Regions from separate parts of the Oryctolagus cuniculus genome. Here region 1 is linked to region 2. A link is a contact called in public Hi-C data. All regions are on one chromosome and are shown on one strand. Each heading gives the region's core, a stretch centred on a gene start, on an enhancer-like site or on the middle of the called end of the contact. The rest is flanking DNA. Distances are from core to core; before and after follow the strand shown. Region 1 holds the start of MTIF2 (mitochondrial translational initiation factor 2). Region 2 holds the start of CFAP36 (cilia and flagella associated protein 36).

Region 1 (7,308 bases), core at 2-2,501, 230 kb after region 2:
CAGGTTACCCAAATAGCCACAAGGGCCTGGGCTACACCAGGCCAGTCAGGAGCCTTGAACCCCGACTCCACATGGACCGCAGGGACCCAGGAACTTGAGTTATCTACTGCCTTACCTGCACATTAGTGGAGAGCTGCAATGGAGTAGCTGTGACTAAGTGCAGCCCCTAAGGGATGCCCACCGCACCACAATATGAGCCCAGGAATAGTAAGTTTTAAAGCACTTCTCTACTTTTTGGTTTTGTTTGCTTGTTTTTAATCTATTTGAAAGACAAAGAGAACTCTTCACATGCACTGGTTCATTCTCTGAAAACCCAAACAGCCGGGGCTGGGCCAGGCAAAAGCCAGGGACTCTATTCGGGTCTTACACGTGACAGAGACCCAGGTAGTTGAGCCATAGCCTGCCGCCTCCTGGCTCGTGCTTTAGGGAGCTGGAATGGAGATAAGGGATGCAGCTGTCCTTTGTAACTGATGAACCTACTCAGGATCATATGTTGGCCTCCTGAAACTGTCACTCAAGCCTAGAGTAAACTTCTTGCACCACTCAAGTTAACACTGGTTGTTTTAAATGTTTCCAAACAAGTCTTCACATCAATGCAATAAGCCATGTGAAAACATAAAAATTTATGTATAAATTTTATGAAAAGTTTACATTTCTGTAACCACTGGGGTAATGTCATTTTTGCCTAGCTGCAAAGGTAGGGGTAAGCTTTGTGATCAAACTAACCAAGGCAGCAAAATACCCCATCTTGGGGCTCCGCTGTTCCTGAATGTTGGTAGCCGCTGACTGGCAGTATACTGGTCGGTGACTTAATTTATGTACAGAGTCACATCCAACACCAATTGCACACGTTCTCAATGCTGCACTAGCTCTCAATATGGAACGAGACCAAATCATTCCAAGAGGAAAACAAGTCACCATCTCCCAATACCAAGTGGAGAGGCCTCCGCTGTTCCTATGGGTCCCTTTCGCGCTCTGGAACCCGGGAAATGTTCTGCCAGATACCATACAATTGCCTCTCGGACACCCGGTCTTAGCGTCCCCGCCCCAGGCACCGAGTGGTGCAGCCCACCGCGCCCTACCGGGACTGCGCCGGCAAACACTCCTAAGGCGGGAGCCTCACCTCGGGGTGCTCCACGATCTCGGTGCGGATGTCCAGGGCACGGAGTCGCTGCTCAAGAGCCGCCCGCAAGTCAGTGCCCGCCATACTCGTGTCGCCGTGGCGCGCAGCGAGGGAAGCGGGCGCGGCCTGCCGTGGCCACGCAGACGGAGCCCAGAGGCGGAAGTGCCTGGCGGGAGCTTGGCCGGCGGCGGAAACCGCGCCCGCGCCGTCCTCCCGCACTTTGCTCAGCGCGTCCCTGAAGCTCTTCCGCCGAGGGAGCAGGTAAGCCGTGCTTCCTACTGGAAGGAGGCACCTGCTTCCTCACAGCCCTGACCCCGCCTCAGGTTTCCTAGATCAGCAAATAAAACAGCCACGCGTGGAGGGAGCCAAAATGCCTGTCGTTCTAAGGCTTTTCAAGTGTCACTGCTAAATTATAATTCTACCTTTTCTGACTGTTTTTGTTAATTAGCTGTGCCAACCATGACTCACCTTGTCCCAGGGTTTTATGACTACCTCTTGGTAGCGTGTATCCAGCTATTCTGGGAAACCCTAGCTCACCATAGGAGTGGGACCGGAAATTCCACGTTAGGGTTTCACTGAAGAAGTTCAGGAAGGCTCAAATCCCAGGTAACACGTAGATAAACCTGAGGACATACATCTAACTGCGTGAGTGAGTGGGATGCATTTCTGGGATGCAAACTGAAAGCCTGGAGAAGAAAGCCAATACTCAGCGGAGGATCCGAATCCTGACCTGCCGGCCACCTTGGAGAAGGCTGAAAGGACGAATTCAGAGTTGACTGCACAGTTTCACCCAGAATTGTTCCCTGAAGGGCAGGATTTAGGGCTAGCATTGTGGCACAGCGGATTAAGCCACCGCCTGCTGCACAGGCGTCACAAATCACCAGTTAGGAGTCCTGGCTACTCCACTTCTGATCCAGCTCCCTGCTAAGGCACCTAGGAAAGCAGCAGCAGATGACCCAAAGGGCTTGGGGCCTCTGCCACCATGTGGGAGGCGTGATGGAGGGGGTGTTGTGGCCACTCAAGGAATGAACCAGCAGATGGAAGATCTATGTCTATTTCTACCTTTCAAATAAACTTTAAAAAATAAAAATAGGGACCAGCATTGTGATGCAGCTTAAGCCACTTCCTGGGACAATGGCATCCCATGTGGGCATGGGCTTAGTATGCATTTGTCTGATAATCAGGGGCCTAGACATTTTTCCATGTTTACTGTTTCCTCATTTGTGACTTAACCTTTGTTCATGTCTTGGCTCAATTATCCACTGAAAATTAATGGCTTTCACAATGCTAGCTATGAGCAGTTCATATCAAGTCATGTCCCTTTTATTTGTCATATATCCTCCAAATAGCTTTTTTTTTTTTTGGAAAGATTTGTTTTTATTTGAAACTCAGAGTTACACAGAGGAGAGGCAGAGAGAGAAGTCTTCCATTCGATGGTTCACTCCCCAATTGGCTGCAACGGCCGGAGCTGTGCCCTTCTGAAGCCAGGAGCCAGGAGCTTCTTCCGGATCACCCACACAGGTGCAGGGGCCCAAGGGCTTGGGCCGTCTTCTACTGCTTTCCCAGGCCATAGAAGAGAGCTAGATGGCGCCAGCCCAAACTGTTACCATTTTACTCCTGACTTTTGCTAATGATCTTAATTTTAGTCTGCTTGTGACTGAACGACCAAGTATCCTGTACCAAGAGGCTTTTTAAAAAATATATTTATTTATATATTTGAAAGGCAGAACTACAGAGAGAGAGGGAGAGACAGAGATCTTCCATCCACTGGTACACTCCCAGGTGGTGCAACCACCAGGGCTGAGCCAGGCCAAAGCCAGGAGCCAGGAGCTTCATCCGAGTCTCTCATGTGGGTGCAGGAATCAAACACTTGGTCATCTTCTGCTGCTTTCCTAGGTGCATTAGCCACAACAGCCAGGGCTGGGCCAGGCTGAAGCCAGAATCCAGGAACTCCATCCTGGCCTCCCACATGGGTGCAGGGACCCAAGTACTTGAGCTGTCTTCTGCCTTCCCAGGTGCATTAACAGGGAGTTGGATCAGAAGTGGAGCAGCTGGGACTGGAACCGGTGCTTGTTCATATGGGATGCCAACTTTGCAGGTGACAGTTTAACCCATTGGGCCAAAATGCAGGCCCTCAACAAATAATTTGAACCATCTCTATTTACCAGGTATGCTGTGTGGATCATCTACATGTGCCATGCTTTCAAAATACAAAGGTACTTCAAAATGTTTGTGAAAATGGAATTCAAATTTTTTTGGTGTCAAAAATGTGAAATGTCTTCAAAAAACTTCATGAAAAATGTGTATTATGAGAAGACTATATATGTGGATTTCAAAATTTCTGAAGCAAAATAAACATATCTTTTATTTTTTATAAGTTCTTGAAGTGCCTGCCTATGGCATCTGCCCTTAAAGACCTTAAATGCTAGCAAACAAGAGTGAAGTATTCACACAAGAAATGTGCCCAGTGCAATGCTGGCTAGAGGAGGGCCACTTCAAGGGAGTTGCATCAGGAAAGGTATCAACAAATGCAGTTTGAAGGATAGGAGCTTGCTAAAAACAACAAAAAACAGAAAAAACAGTATCCATCTTAGGAAACTTCAGGAATTGCAGGATGGAGGAGAGAAAGCATTGTGATGTGATGCCAAAGTGGAGCAGGGTAAGAGGCCAGACTGCAGGAGATAAAACTAGGGCTGGATACAAAGGATCTGATATGCTATGCTAAGAATCCAGGAATGCTCAACCATAAAAGGACACGTTAAATAAATTAAGTGAAATAATCTTAAGGAATTATATGTTCTCAGTACTTAAGGACATGAAGACATACTCACAAATTAGTAAATGGGAAAATTTTTACATTAGTAAAGATAATACGTCTCCAATTTTGCATCAGGGCTGGCACGTGGCACAGTGGGTTAAACCATCGCCTACAACACTTGTATCCCATGTGTTTGCTGGTTTGAGTCTTGGCTGCTCCACTTCCCATCCAGCTCCCTGCCAATGCACCTGGGAAAACACCGGAGGATGGCCGAAGTGCTGGGCCTCTGTACCCATGTGGGAGACCCAGAGGAAGCTCCTGGCTCCTGGCTTTGGCCTAGCCCAGACCTGGGGAGTGAACCAGAGGATGGAAGATATCTCTCTCTCCTCTCTCTCTATTTCTCATCCTTCCCTCTCTCTCTCTCCCCACCCCCATAACTTTCAAATAAATAAAAATAAATCTAAACAACAACAACTACAAAAACCCCAACCCCCTAATTAGTGTTAGCATCTTCTTTCCCTAGCTCCACTCCAGGGAAACTGGCTTCTAAAGACCCATAGACCATCAAAGAAGGAGGTACCTTTCTCTGAAGGGAGGAGAGAACTTACAATTTGATTATGGCCTTGTCTAGATAAGGTCGGAGTTTGTGAACTCAAGAGGCTTCCATATCCTTGGCAGCTCACGACAAGAGCCTCGGTCATAAATAAGAGTGTCAATTGTTAAATCAACAACGGGAGTCACTGTGCACTTACTCCCCATGTAAAATCTCTGTCCTTAATGTGTTGTGCTATGTGAATTAATGGTAAAACTAGTATTCAAATAGTACTTCATACTTTGTGTGTCTGTGTGGATGCAAACTGTTGAAATCTTTACTTAGTATATACTAAGTTGATCTGTATATAAAGATAATTAAAAATGAATCTTAATGAAGAATGGGATGGGAAAGGGAGTAGGAGATGGGATGGTTTGTGGGTGGGAGGGTGGTTATGGGGGGGAAAACACTCTAATCCAAAAGTTGTACTTTTGAAATTTATATTTATTAAGTAAAAGTTAAAAAAAAAAAGACCCATGGAAGAGGATTCTTCTCAGAACAGAAGATGATGGAGGTTGGTTCTTAGAGTATGAAAGGGGAAAGCAGCTGGATCTGGAAAGAAATTTGAATTTCTCCAGGGGCAGAAGAGAGGATGAGGAGCAGGGAGGGAGTGGGAGGCAGAGAACGGATCCTGTTGGCACTCTGTCACTCCAGTGGCTGGCAGGATGTAAACCTACTGTTGGCAGGAATCCCTTCTACTGACAGCAAATGCGCAGCAGTGGCCTCTGGAACCCAGCCTTTACTCTGGTTTCTTGGCTCCTCCTAAGTCTCACAGTCCTACACAATTCCCTGGGGAAGAGAGGAAATTTCAGTAATCGCCTTGGTTGCTTTTCCTTCCAGCTCCAGCATGTGAGGATTTGGGCCGTATTAACATCAATAAAATATGACTGTCACCCAAGTGCTGAAGGTATGACAGCGAGCAAAACCAGAGACCCTGCACTTACGGAGCAGTCTATCAGAGGGGATAGGTAGTAATCAAATAATCCCAAGAACAAATGTTACATTCTCAAGTAGTAAGAGCTAAGAAAAACAGGTAGGTGATGCTGTGAGCGCTCATTATAAGGGAATCCCACCTAGTGGCAGGGATGGGAGAGTGTCAGGGCAGGCCTACTGAGGAAGTGAAGCTTAATCGGAGACATGAAAATGTGTACAGGGCCAGTGTTGTGATGCAGCAGCTTAGTCGCTGCCTGTGACGCCAGCATCCCATGTGAGCGCCAGTCTAATGCCTCTAGGAAAGAAGCCAGAGGACCACCCGAGTACCTGGTCCTTGCTTCTCATATGGACGACCCAGATGCAGTCCCAGACTCCTAGCTTCAGTCTGGCCCAGCCCCAACCTCTGCAGTCATCTGGGGAGTGAACCAGCAGATGGAAGATTCTCTCTCACTCAAACTCTGCCTTTCAAATAAATAATAAATAAGGTTATTTTTGAAAGGCAGAGTTAAAGAGAGGCAGAGGCAGAGAGAGAGTGAGGTCTTCCATCTGCTGATTCACTCCTCAGATGACTGCAATGGCCAGAGCTGTGCCAGACAAAGCCAGGAGCCAGGAGCTTCTTCTGGGTCTCCCATGTGGGTGCAGGGGCCCAAGAAGTTGGGCCATCCTCCACTGCTTTCCCAGGCCATAGCAGAGAGCTGGATTGGAAGTGGAGCAGCCGGGACTAGAACGTGCTCTTATATAGGATGCGGGCACTGCAGGCAGCGGCTTTACCTGCCCTGCCACAGCACCAGCCCCATAAATAAATATTTTAAAAGCGGGGGCGGGGGGCAGCGGCACTGTGGCGCAGCGGGTTAAAGCCCTGGCCTGAAGAGCTGGCATCCCATATGGGTGCCGGTTCTAGTCCCGGCTGCTTCTCTTCTTATCCAGCTCTCTGCTATGGCCTGGGAAAGCAGTAGAGGATGGCCCAAGTCCTTGGGCCCCTGCACCCATGTGGGAGACCCGGAAGAAGCTCCTAGCTCCTGGCGCCTGGCTTTGGATCAGCACCATCTCTAGCCATTGCAGCCAATTGAGGAGTGAACCAGCGTATGAAAGATCTCTCTCTCTCTCTCTCTCTCTCTCTCTCTCTCTCTGTAACTCTTTCAAATAAATAAAATAAATCTTCTTTTTTTAAAAAAAAAGAGCAAAAAGCATATAGGAGTTATGATGTCAGAGAGGAAAATGAGGGGCTGGCACTGTGGCATAGAAGATTAAAACTGCCTGTAGTGCCAGCATCCCCTATGGGCGCCAGTTCAACTCCTAGCTGCTCCACTTCTGATCTAGCTCTCTGCTAATGCACCTGGGAAAGCAGTGGATGATGGCCCAAGTGCTTGGGCTCTTGCACCCACATGGAAGACCTGGTGAAGTTTGGGGAGAGAACCAGTAGATGGAAGGTCTGTCTCTGTGTCTATGCCTTTTAAGTAAAATGAAACTAAAGTTCTTTCCTGCTATAAACAGTTGTTAAAGTGTTTATCTCTGACTAATGGGAGTGAGGGAGTTTTTTATTTTTCTTTATATTTTCTATATTCTGAAAAAGTCGTATGTGTTCAGCATGTGCTATTTTTATAACCAAAGAGAGAGGGAACTAAGAAGTTAATCAAAAATAAATAGAAAACAAGTCTGAAAAAGTGGAAAAAGTGTTATTAAAGATTTAAAAACGCAAACCAACTCTGTCTCCAAAACTAAGAACACATGAGGTATTTTATTTTCTTTCTTTTTTTAAAAATAAATTTATTTTATTTATTTGAATGGCAAAATAAGAGAGAGCAAGTGAGCGAGAGAGAGATCTTCCATCTGCTGGTTCATTTCCCAAAAGGTCTCAATGGCCTGAGGGTGGCCAGGCAACAGTCAAGAGCCAGGAGCTTC
Region 2 (6,695 bases), core at 873-3,372:
TTAGGGAGCAGGTGATCAGCCTAGCAATTAAGATGCCTGCATCCCACCTCTAAGTGCCTGGATTCAATGCTCCACTGCAGCCTCCTGCTGATGTAGACCACGGGAAGCAGCAGTGATGACTCCAGTAAGTTGGGTTTCTACCACCCAGGTGGGAGACATGGGTTGAATCTCCAGTTCCTGGCTCAGGCCTGGTCCAATCCAGTACTGGTCATTGCAGGCCTTTAGGGAGCAGATAGGAGCAGGTTCTCATGTTCTCTCTCTCTCTCCTTCCCTCGTTCTCAAATAAATAAATTTTTTTTTTTTTTACAGGCAGAGTGGACAGTGAAAGAGAGAGACAGAGAGAAAGGTCTTCCTTTTCTGTTGGTTCACACCCCAATGGCCGCTCGGCCAGCGCACTGCACTGGATCCGAAGCCAGGAGCCAGGTGCTTCTCCTGGTCTCCCATGTGGGTGTGCAGGGCCCAAGGACTTGGGCCATCCTCCACTGCCGTCTGGGCCACAGCAGAGAGCTGGACTGGAAGAGGAGCAACCGGGACAGGATCCGGCACCATGACAGGGACTAGAATCTGGTGTGCCAGCGCCGCAGGCAGAGGATTAGCCTAGTGAGCCACTGCGCCGGTCCAAATAAATAAAAATTTAAAAACACAACACTTAAAAACTGCTATTTTTATTTTTATTATGGCAAATAAGAATGTGATTAAAAAATCAGTGGCCAAACAAAATTTCATCTTTACCAGATTCATAGAATCTTGGGTTTGAAAGAAATCTGAAAAGGACATCCAAGATAACTAATCATTTGATAGTTGCAACCCCTCTAACAACTTAAGTCAATGTCAGATCCATTCAAAACCTGCTGGTGCCCGAGAAACCCATTACCTTCTGAGTAAGAAGAATACATTCTGTTAGGAAGCAAACCTTCCTTCACAGAAATCGGTTCCCCTATGTCTTGTACTCGGCGACTCTAACTCTAGTCCACCGAACCTTACAAAACAAGTCTAATCTCTCTAACGTAATACAAATGTTCAAATGACTGACAGATATCACAGCTCTCAAAGTCTTGCGCAGCTGAACAACCACAATAATGGCTGTGTGTGTACTCACCCCTAAGACACGGTTTCTGGTTCCTTTTCTATGAATGGGCACCAACCAGTCTCCAAGAACTGATTATAGAACTCTAAGCATGAGCTGATTAGAAACTTAGCCCGCACACCACCGCGAATATTATGCCACGTCTGTAAGCCTCACTGGGCAGAAGCGCACCCCTCTCCATTTGGGAGACAACCGAGATTTGGAGAATTCAACAAGGGAAACAGACGTTTTGCTGAATGGTCACATGCTCTCCGTTGCTCATCGATCTCGGGTGAATCATTTCTCATCTCCTAGGCTGGCTGCACACGGACCAAATGCTAACTAGCAATATGAAGGAACCTAGAGGTAAAATGACGCGTCCCCTCCCGAGCCACCAGAACAGCTGTTGAAAAAGCCCACCCCAAAAGTACACGTGCCCGGGGCAGGGACGAGCAGGGTAGGGTGAAAGACAGAACACAGGATTAAAGTCTTAACGTTTTTCGGCGTGCGCCTGGGCTCAGGGAGAGGGGAATCTCAGACTGCATTTTCAGGTCTGCGAGGGAAAACACCGGCGGGGTGAAAGCAACTGCTCCCGCACAACCAGCGCTAAACACGGCCGACAGGAGTGGAGACCACCTCCCGGCCAAGGGCCGGTGTGAGGGAGGCGAGGAAGGACGTCGGCGCGAGCTCTGGTAATTACCTTCACATTTCTGCTCCACGAAGTCCAAGATGGGGATGGACCAGTCCGGGCCTCGGAGGAACCCCGCGATGCTCTCCACCACCCATTCCACCTCGTCGTCTTTTTCCGCAGACATACCGCCCTTCTGGGCGACGCGGATCCCTAGGCCAGGCCGCTGGAGCCTGCTGGGGCCTCCTGGCTACAGGGAGCAGCGAGGAGCGGAAGAGCTGGCCCCGCGGTCGCCCAGATACCTGGATCTAAGCTACAAACCAGTTAACGTAAAACGGTCGCTATGGCAACGTGCGTAGCCGCCCCAGGCTGCGGCCCGGAAGTGAAGCTGGCTTCCCTGGAGTCTGCGCTTCTCAAAGGAGGCGGGGGGGGGGGGGGAACGGGGGCGGGGAGAGCGTTAGAAGAACGTTTCCGATTGGTTGGAAAACAACAGCAGCGTATCAGAAGATACCTCTCCACCCATTGGTTCGGAGTTGCTAAGGCCGAGAGTAGAAGTATAGGCAGCTTTTGGCTGGAGACCCTGGTAGGAATCTGTGTGTTCCCTCCTGGGAAGTCCCTGGGAGCCAAGCCTTAGAAATGGCGGAGTGAGGGACCACAGAGTCGACAGAAGGCCTCAAAGACTTCATTTCGTCGTTGTATCCCAGCCCCTCAGTCCCAAACACTGAGAATCGCTGACCCAGAAGCCTTTGTAATTGAAGGGTTGTCTGAAAATACAAAGCTGACCAAAGCTCTGTAAGACTTGCTGTTAGGCTCTGCGGCCAATTTGCTTCCTGTAGCTCCAGACAGGTCTTTAAAAGTTCAAGCACAAATGGACATAACTACAATTAGCTTTTCAAGGGTAAAATCGAAGTTAATATTCATCTTACATCAAATAATTCCAACTCAGTTTCCAGGTTGTGATCTATTGTGGAATGAGTCTTCAAAGGTCATCATCAAGGTTCTCGGAGTCCTGGGATATCTTCATACAACATGGTTCCGTGAATGGAGTCCTTATAGGCTTATGTACAAGTATGAAACCTTTTTCACTTAGTATGTTTTCATCTTTTCAAATAAGAAAAAGTGCTTCCCTTATAGATGCGAAGTATTCTATAAACCACTCTTTAGTCTATTTTTATTTCAAAATGTTTGTATGCACATATATCTTACTTGGATGCATAAATATGATCATTAGTGTGCAATTTTTTTCTTGTTTTGCCTGTATGGTTTGGGAGTGCTATTAAGTATTCAACCATTGTTTGCTTCTGCAGACTGCTGAAATAAACATGCATGTGTTCTAGTCCCAGTCAGGGTGCCAGATCCTGTCCCGGTTGCTCCTCTTCCAGTCCAGCTCTCTGCTGGGCTTTTTAAAGTATTTTTTTTTTTTTTTTTTTTTGAAAGGCAGAGTTAGAGAGAGAGAGATCTTCCATCTACTGATTTAATCCCCAAATGGTTCCAATGGCTGGGGCTGAGCCAAGTTGAAGTCAGGAGCCTGAAATTCCATCTGGGTCTCCCATCTGAAGGCAGGGGCCCAAGTACTTGGACCGTCATCTGCTGCTTTCCCAGGCACATTAGCAGGGAGCTGGATTGGAAGTGGAGCAGCCAGGACTCCCCTAATCAGTGCTCATATGGGAAGAAGGCATTGCAAGAAATGTCTTAATCCACTGAGCCACATTGCCAGCCCCACGAACTGCTGGGTTTATTTGTTATTCCACCGGAAAGATTTTAATACAATTGCTAAATGAAAGAATGTATACCTTGATTTATTTGACCATCGTTAACTACTAGATTTGATTATTCCTACATAGCTTTCAAATGATTCTGTCAGCAAAATCCACTAGAAAAGAATTTAGGATAAAGAGACTTCAGAAAACAGTCTAGGGCTAGCACTGCCAAAGTCTTAAATGCCAGCATCCCATATAAGTGCCACTTGGAGTCCCAGCTGCTCCACTTCCAATGCAGCCCCCTGCTAATATATTTGGGAAAGCAGCAGAGGATGGCTAAAGTCCTTGGGCCCCTGCACCCATGTGGGAGACCTGGAAGAAGCTTCTGGCTCCTGGTTTCCATTCCCAGCCATTGTGGCCATTTGGGAAATGAAGCAGCAGATGGACTCTCTCTCTCTCTCTCCCTCCCTCCCTCCCTTTGTCTCTCTCTGTAATTCTGACTTACAAAAAAGTCTGCAACCAAGGGAAGAGAAGGAGCCTTTAGGCTCAGAATGATCAAAAGGTTATATATAAGGTTCCTGCTCAGGTTCCTATCCAGGCCTACTATACAGATGAGGGATGCTAGCTTCAGAGATAGCACTGTAACCTGATGGCTTCATACTCAAAAGTGACCTCAGTTCATGGTCAGGCCTGGATGGCAAAAATGGGACTTTTGGGGGCTGTCCATCTCAGCAGTTGAATCAGGAACGTGCCTAGGCACAGACCACAAACACAGAGCATAACAGAGTAAATGTGTAACGGCAAGCCAGCAAATAGCAGCTGAACTCTGTTTTGAGCTTTAGGCCCATTTCCCACTTAAGGTCCGTCTTGAAAGTTCAACTTTCCCTGTCTTCCAATTCCAAACAGTTTACTGCATGATATTTTTGTTTTGGAGTTTATGTCTTTTTTCTGATTTAACTTTTTAATTAAGAATGCACATCATCTCTGATCCCATACATGAGAACTTGGAGTGAATTCCTCCTGTACTCAGAAATGTTATAACTTTATTGGTAGCTGCCATGTGTGACTTGCCCTAACTCCTGGACTGCAAAATTGTCAGATAACTGGGTCCAGGTTCTGTCCAATGTAAGAATTTGAGGATAAGACATAGGTAAAGATCAAGAGAAACAAGATGATTTGCATGCAAAGCAAAGGTACACACTCAAGAGGGAGAGTGGGCACACTGGAATAAGCTGCACTCAGTGAGGTTTGGGTCCACCCCGGAAGTGATCTGGAGGCATAGAGGGTGGTGTCTGGGGCATGGTTAAATTGAATATTTAAAGGGGGCAGATTTGGGGGCAGACCTTGAGGTTTTACCCATTTACTTGCTCTTTTTGGAAAGCTCAGAAGTGTGATGATATCAGGTCCATAATAGGAGTAGAAGTGTCAGCCATGGTAATTTTATTATAAAGACATTACAAGCAGCTAAAGGTTGTTGCTGGAATGAAGTCTCCAGCTGCAACCATGTTGGTTATTTTGGGCCGCAGCTGGTTCAAACCAGCAGTTTCAAGGACCCCTCAATTTTCTGCTGCTTAGAAATGGGAAGTGGTTGGCTGGTGCCAGTGGGGCTACAGCACAAGCTGGACTGCAGCTAGGGGCTGGTGATGTCAGCTCTGCTTGCTAGCTGCCTCCTTGCCTTCATTAAAAATACATGTAAACTCGGGGCCAGTGCTGTGGCTCACTTGGTTAATCATCTGCCTGCGGTGCTGGCATCCCATATGGGCACCGGTTCTAGTCCCGGTTACTCGTCTTCCAGTCCAGCTCTCTGCTGTGGCCTGGGAGGGCAGTGGAGGATGGCCCAAGTGCTTGGGCCCCTGCACCCCCACAGAAGACCGGGAAGAAGCACCTGCAAACATATGCTATAACACCCTGCATTCTGTCAGCTCCTTTTCCACACACTAAGTACCCAGGCTGCAGAGAGGCCAGGCCTGGAAGCTTGCAAGCCTGGCATCTCCACACTGGTGCCGCTCATTAGCATGGAGGAAGTTCACCAACGCTCACTGGGTGTCTGCTGTGGATGTCAAGCCAGATTCTACCAAAAATCACTGATGCAAAGGTACAGCTGAAACTTTAATTAGACTATCTTCTACAGAGGCCTACTTCCACCCTAATTGAGCTAGTGGACTTTAATAATTTTGAACCTTGGTGCCAGCGCTGTGCCTCAGGTTAAGCCTCTGCCTGTGGTACTGGTGTCCCATGTGGATACCAGTTCAAGTCCTGGCTGTTCTACTTCTGATCCAACTCCCTGCTATTGCTTTTGGGAAGGCAGCAGAAGATGGCCCAAGTGCTTGGGCAGGTGCACCCACTTGGGAGACCCAGATGAATTTCCTGGCTCCTCACTTCAGCCTGGCCCAGCTCCTGCTGTTGTGGCCACTTGGGGAGTAAACCCAAGTTTGGAAGGTTTCTCTCTCTCTCTCTCTCTCTCTCTCTCTCTCTCTCCCCTCCAAATAAATAAGCACATCTTTAAAAAAATAATTTTGGAACTCACTCACTATGTGGTGAATATCCCTCATGTGTTGAGTGTGTTTTCTGTGAAATTTGTTCACATTACTTACCCCCTCTTTAAGTACTGTGAATCTAAGGGAAATTGTATGGCAATCATACTTTGATCATGTCCTTTTTTGCCAGACATAACGTTACTTCATTGTATTAAGCCCATAGACAACTATGTAATGAATGCACTTGTACATATGTTCCTGAAACACGTTCTCATTGTTTCCTCTGAATAAATTCTTCATGGGAAAATTACTGAACAGATTTTTAAAAATATCTTTGACAGGGGATGGCATTTGTGGTACAGTGAGTAAAGCCACTGCCTCCAGTGTTGGCTGACTGTTCTATTTCTGATCCAACTCCCTGCTAGTGACCTGGGGAAAGCAGCAGAAGATGGCCCAAGTGCTTGGGCCCCTGTTACCCATGTCAGAAACCCAGATGAAGCTCCTGGCTCCTGGCTTCAGCCTGGCCCAACCCTGGCCACTGTGGCCATTTAGGGAGTGAACCAGCGAATGGAAGAGCTGTGTGTGTGTGTGTGTGTGTGTGTCTGTGTCTCTGTGTAACTCTGACTTTCAAATACATCTTTAAAAAAAAGCAAAAGGAAGTATCTTGGACATCTGCTAAGTTAAAAATGATACATTATGGTAATGGCATTGTGATATAGTGGGTCAAACTGTTGCCTGCAATGCCAGCATCCCATATAAGCACTGGTTGGAGTCCTAGCTACTCCACTTCTGATCCAGCTCACTGCTAATGCACCTGGGAAAGC

Evidence for each region. Hi-C and Micro-C count contacts between places; a contact is called where the count stands out from the background.
Region 1: a Hi-C map of an unstated tissue shows a contact between it and region 2, with 1.7 times the contacts expected there. The contact joins the promoter of MTIF2 here to the promoter of CFAP36 in region 2. A contact is called at or near these places in 2 of 6 Hi-C or Micro-C datasets (ear pinna and an unstated tissue).

The regions. Positions count from the first base shown.
Region 1 is chr2:147,313,673-147,320,980 of mOryCun1.1, forward strand. It overlaps MTIF2 (mitochondrial translational initiation factor 2), which reads left to right and starts at 1,252. Exons shown (of 16, transcript XM_070069096.1): 1 at 1,252-1,384. LOC100358851 (prolyl-tRNA synthetase associated domain-containing protein 1) reads right to left here and starts at 1,269. Exons shown (of 2, transcript XM_002709705.5): 1 at 1,124-1,269. The coding sequence starts at 1,207.
Region 2 is chr2:147,080,394-147,087,088 of mOryCun1.1, forward strand. It overlaps CFAP36 (cilia and flagella associated protein 36), which reads right to left and starts at 2,123. Exons shown (of 10, transcript XM_002709861.4): 1 at 1,767-2,123. The coding sequence starts at 1,881.